Linked DNA regions of Mus musculus: region 2 is linked to region 1. Evidence: chromatin contacts called from public Hi-C data. All regions are on one chromosome and are shown on one strand. The core of a region is the stretch at or near the end of the contact, and the rest is flanking DNA. Distances in the headings are between cores, read along the strand shown.

Region 1 (2,709 bases), core at 122-2,621:
TAAGTGGGTATGAGAAAATGGAAGGAAGGAAAGAGAAAGTGTGAAGAGAAAGCTCCCAAGAATTTGCTTCAGGAACTCCATGAAGATTCCAGGTAACTGCCACTATGAGGATGTAATGGTGCCGAGCACAGGCGAGTAATTCCTAATGGAGTGTTGGGGGAGATCTGGATCATTCTGATGCAGCAATGAGTAGACACCCCCCACATGGTAGAGGGACAAGGCTATACCATAGCTCTCCAGTTCCCCAGAGTGCAATTCTCTTTGTCAGCTATAACGCATGGTGTTCATGACAAAAACAAGTAAATCTGGAGGGGCAACTGGAGGTGATGGGGCAAGCTTCCCTTGCTTCCCTGAGCCCTGAGCTAGAAGCCCCGTGGGGGACAGGTAGGCAGGGGCTTCAGAAGCCAAGAGAAGAAGCACACTAAAAATAAATGAAGGGTGAACATCAAGGAGGCAGAGAAATTGCACAGGGATGTAATCAGCACGCTAATTACAGGGTCATAATTAGGAGCGCTGGAATGAAATTAAGAAGAGGGAAATTTTAATTGTCAGGAAGAACTCTTAGGGAGAGATGGCTTCTCACACAGCACCGACTGAAAGGCCATTCATCTTAACAACGTTGGCCCAAACAAGCTGGCAAGTATTTAAGGCGAATTTATTTCTGTTATCCAAAGTAGGCTAGGTTACTTGATGACACACAGAGGCCTCTTGTATCTAATTTTATCATCTTGCTCTAATTCTAAATTAAATAGTAAAAGGAAAAAAAAAAAAGAACTAATGATGAAGAAGTCCATGACTGTCTCATTCCAAAAGTCTGATTCAGCTGCTAAGGAGATCAAAGCAGAAAGAATAGAACAGTCAAACACGGTCTCATGGATGGCAGAGCCGCAGATGAAGAATCTTAAAATACAGTTTTATTTTCGAGAATTAATACTGAGATGGAATTCAACCCAGTCAACCATGCTGAGAGGCGTTGCAGAGTTATCAGTTTTCTCTGTCTTTCTTTTTTTCTTTCTTCAGACAGGGTCTTGTCAAGGCTGGTTGTGAATTTACCACATATTTGGGGCTGACCTTGAACTCCTGCCTCAGTCTCCCCACTACTGAAATGATGGGCATGTGGCATCGTGCCTGGCTCAGCATTTAGTCTAATTTTATCATGGCATCTTGGAGTAGTCTCTCTGTGAACCGATAACCAAGACTAAACCAGAAAGATGGTCAAGAAAAACCTAAAGAAAACTGATTTTTCTTTTCCTCATTTAGGAACCCAAGATATGATTCATGCAATTTTCATGTGGCAACTGTGTAGGCGCAGAAGGCAGGGCTGAGCCAGGCAGGGAAGGCATCTTGTGGTACAGCACAGTATGGGGAGCACACAGGAAGTGGGGAGCATTCTGGGAGGCCTCAGATAGTGATGACAGAAGGGACAGTAATGCATGCTGGGAGTTACCCAAGGGAAAAGGAGCTGAGCTGAGTGAGTGCAGGGAAACCTGTGGGGCAGGCGCTGCCACCCTAACATTTTTCACGATGGGTACAAGGACAGTCACTCCCATGATGTGTACAAAGCCCTGGTGTTCATTACATCAGCAACCAAAGCATCTGAGAGATTTTTCTCACCACTGATTCTTCAAATGCCCTTAGAATGTCAGCACACAGAAACATGCTGGTTTCCTTCCTCACATCCCTGCTGAGATAAGTTCCTGACACTCTTGAGAGGCCCTGCAAACACTAAGTAAGACAAGAGTTCGCTGCCTTGTGTTGGGACAGACGGTGCCGTGACAACGTGTGGCATGTGTCCTGTGAACTCTAGCAAGACTCCTGGGAGGAAAGGCCACTAAGCATCGTAGGGGCTCAAGGGAAAGCATTGGGAGACATCTGAGGCTGGGGGAGACAAGTCATGGCATGGATAGGACGGCAGGCAAACCAGAAGGAAACCAGACACTGCTGGAGACTCCACAGCAGCCGGGTACCAGGTGCCATCTAAAATGTACCTCTGCTTGGGAGTTACACACAACATTCTGACAAGATTTCCCCAGGGTCAGTCCAATCTTGGGACTAGGTACTCTGTGTTCTCCCAGCCTGTCCGCTCATCCTTGACCATCAAGTCAATTGTGAATCTCAGTCTAGAGCTGTAGATGCCACCTTTTTGTGGGATCTTTGTAAAACCCTTTTTCTGAATTCAGATCCCAAGGCGTCTGAAGCCACATGATGCCCTATCACAAACATTTCCGTGGCCCTCACTTCTCAGCACATACTACTTATTACTGCTGGAGTAAAATTAATCTAAAACCCCATTACTGACGACAGGCACTGTATTTAGAAAGGATAGACAGTCTGAAGGCAGGCGCAGGAAGTCTGCAGCACTCAGGATATTATAAGGCAGGCTTTGATCTCATACCGTGTTAACTATATAACTATGCAATTGCTAACTTGCCCTTTCTTTTCCATATCACCTTCATGGCTCTGGTAAAATGCTCACTGCCATTGCTAATGAAGTCAGAAGTGATCATCGCTGGGCTTTGACTGCACTTGGGAGTTTCAATGCAATAGAGATTTACATGCTGTTGTCAGAACAAGCAAGGCTTTCATTCTAAGTGAAAAGGGAACCTGGCTTTTCAAAAGCTAAGTGAGGAGAAAATTCAAGCTGAGGGGGCTTTGGGAGCTCCTGCAGTAGGAAACGTGGCTTCTGTTGACCCTAGTGTATAGAAACTA
Region 2 (2,945 bases), core at 421-2,920, 210 kb before region 1:
CCGAGGCATGATGAAACAGTTGGAAGAAGTCTTCACAGGCACTTGGCACATGTATGAGAGAGCAGAGCAGGTTGGGGCCAGGCTGGGGACTCTCAACTTCAACAACCAGACTTGACCATGAATACACTCTGGGCGAAGGCACAGAGGAGGGGTTCCCAGGGGTCAGCACATCTGCATAGGGGGAAGCCTAGCCAAGGTACAGTGTGCCATGCAGACTCAACTCCTAGTGGCCTCGAAGAGTCTCAATTTTGTGCTTGATTGTTCTGATGAGCCATGGGGGTGGGAGGGGGTGGGGCAGGGCAGAGGCTGCAAATGAGCTAAAATGTCATAGCTAGAAAGGTAGGAAGAGACATATGGCTACAGAATGAAGTTGGGGGGACGAAGAAATTGAAAGGGGAAAGAAAGAAAAGTGGTAGAAGAGGGGTGGACGAAGAAAAAGAAGGATGGAAAGAGGAAGAAGAGAGGAACAGAGGATAAAACATTGGCTGCATCTGTAAAGGCTGCTGTTTCTGGGAGCCAGAGTTCTCAGAAATTTGATACTCTGATGTGCAGAATGTGCATATGAACGTGTGCAAGCACATGTGTCCTTGCAGATGTGTGAGAACGGAATATAGATGCAATTGCTTGCTGTGCTGTTCTAGTATGTGAGCATGTGTATGTTGACATGATATATGTGTGTGTGTGTGTGTACATGTGTGTGTGTGCATGTGATTGTGGGTGTGCTTTTATGCATGAACATGTTCGTATGCTGTGTTTTATGGGTGCCCATATATGCATGCCTGCATCTGTGCCTAAGCATCCTAGGCTAAGACTTAAAAGGGTTAGAATGGTATCGGGACCGCCATGGAACAGCTTCATGTGACCTTCAGTAAGTCATGTCTCCAGGCTGGCTGTCAGGTTTCTTGCATGTTCTTTATAGAACAATGCTTACCACATAAAGGTCGTTCAGTTAATATTTAGTAAGTACTAAGTACTTTAAGTAACTAAGTACTTTAAAGTAACGCTATCTGCTTAAGGTTAAGGAAATTTTTTAAAATGAAAATTACATGCAATACTACTTTCTTTGTTCATGACACATAATAGAAGCTCAATAATTATTGGATTTGTCCCTTTAGGGCAGTGCTACTAAGAACTTAAAGCAATTCTTGAGTCCATCTCAGGGGTTTCTGGGCTCCCATTAAGGTATCTATTAACCAGACTGCTTTCAATTACTGCCTGCTTTCAGGCAAAATTTGACAACCATACATTTGCAAAAATTAAAAGTACGTTTGAATTTAAACAACTTGAAGATCAGGGAGGTCAGCTTTGCTTTCGGCAACTTGGGATTGGGGGGGTGGGGGGGCGGGTTGTGAAGGGCAGGAAGTTTGCTAGTGACCTGAGGTCCTGACCTCCTGTCTGGGTGTCACACATGTAGTTCACAATCATACACGGTAGGAATTGTTATCAGCACGCAGTGGAAGTGGCTAGGGCCCAGAGAGATTGAGTAAGCCATCCACGGCCACAATGCTCACCACAGGCCCGCAGAGCTAATTCCAAACCCATCAAATGGTATTCAAAGCTGGGAAGGTAAAAAGCCCACTTTACTTGGGCAGGCAGAGCGAGGGCTAAGGCCACAAACATCTCAAAATCAAGTCAGCCGCAGTTGAGTATTGCCAGATGGAGCCAGGGCCGTGTGGCAATCAGAAAACTAGTCAGGTGGCACTGGGACAGTGCCTCTGAGGTATTTCACAAACATGGGGAACAAACACATTTGGTGTCGCAATCCTGGCCACCCGGAGCTGCCGCGTTGGCTTTTTTTTTTTTTTTTTTTTTTAGAACGGCCAGTGGATACGGAGTTTGAAAGGCTGATAGCACCACTGGCGAGCACAGACCAGAGGCCCATCTTTGAGCCTGTAGAGCCCTGGAGAAAGAACACAGCCCTTTCTGACAGCCCAGTCCCCTCCCAGCCACAGCCAGAGAAAACGGAGGTAGCCAAGAGTTACACTTCAAACCCCTCAGTGAGTCACTTCAGCTCTTCCATTTGTCATCTTTTCCCATTGCGTCGCTCCACAGAATTATGACCCGGGCTCGCGGCCTTCTGACTAGACCCCAGGCATGCCTGTTCCTCGCTGCAGCCACCTCCACGTCCAGGAATCACCATCTCCTCCCCTCTGATGAGCCATCCATCCTGTAATCCTCCAAACAAAAGCTAATGAAGCCTGCATCTCCTCGGAATTTCACAATGCCCTCTGGGGTGATTAGTCTCCCTGGTACCAAGTGCTCCGTAAACTCGGAGCCCAACTGCAATCACATTCCACTTATTTTCCTAATTAATCTCCCCAAGCACCTGCCTGCATGGACGCAGTAAGCTCAGAATGCACTGCGGAGAGGTTTCCTCACTACCCAGCAAATTATTCCGAAGCCCTGTGGAAAGCCAAATAAAAGCCAAACCGAGTCCCCCGCCATCCCCCCCCACCCCACCCCCACCCCCGCCATCCCCTAACACCCCCCCCCTTGAAGGCACCAGGCCAGAAGGGACTGGTGTGTGACTAGATTTACAGCTGCCATGAGTTTTCTCTACCACTCTGTCATGAATTCTCACTGACATCGAGCATCACTGTTGACACAGCATAGTTTCTTTGATGCAGGGCTCCAAAGTCAAATTCCTGACTGCAGCCAGTGCCCACCCCCACCCCCACCCCCATTGAGCCCTGAAAGAGCTAGTCTTCCGGATTCTTTTTCTCAGCTTTTCCCAGGATCCAAGAGGATGTCAGGAGCTCTGAGACTGGATCAATTTTCACTGCTCACAGATGGTTTTCCTCCTGTCCTCGGACCACGGTGGGGAGCATCTCTGTGGAATTTCTAGATAAGAACACACTGTGATTTCCAGTGGAGAAGGGGAGCATTGGTTTCACACCTACCCTTCTCGGGATGCTAACTGAATTGTGGTACACCCAGTAGGCAAC

Evidence for each region. Hi-C and Micro-C count contacts between places; a contact is called where the count stands out from the background.
Region 2: a contact with region 1 is called in a Hi-C map of the C2C12 cell line, with 3 times the contacts expected there. The contact joins two enhancer-like sites. A contact is called at or near these places in 1 of 484 Hi-C or Micro-C datasets (the C2C12 cell line) and 2 of 115 datasets of contacts at active chromatin or transcription factors (CD8 T cells and pancreatic cancer cells).

The regions. Positions count from the first base shown.
Region 1 is chr15:59,570,748-59,573,456 of GRCm38.p6, reverse strand. All of the region lies in intron 4 of Nsmce2 (NSE2/MMS21 homolog, SMC5-SMC6 complex SUMO ligase), which reads right to left. Among named protein-coding and RNA genes, the nearest start is that of Gm36677, 46 kb to the left of the region's middle. Within about 2 kb of position 1,371, at least 54 of the 459 cell types and tissues checked have an H3K27ac peak or open chromatin away from gene starts, as enhancers often do. A contact at or near this core is called in the C2C12 cell line, where this site is marked.
Region 2 is chr15:59,783,221-59,786,165 of GRCm38.p6, reverse strand. No RefSeq gene overlaps it. Among named protein-coding and RNA genes, the nearest start is that of Gm19510, 10 kb to the left of the region's middle. Within about 2 kb of position 1,670, at least 156 of the 459 cell types and tissues checked have an H3K27ac peak or open chromatin away from gene starts, as enhancers often do. A contact at or near this core is called in the C2C12 cell line, where this site is marked.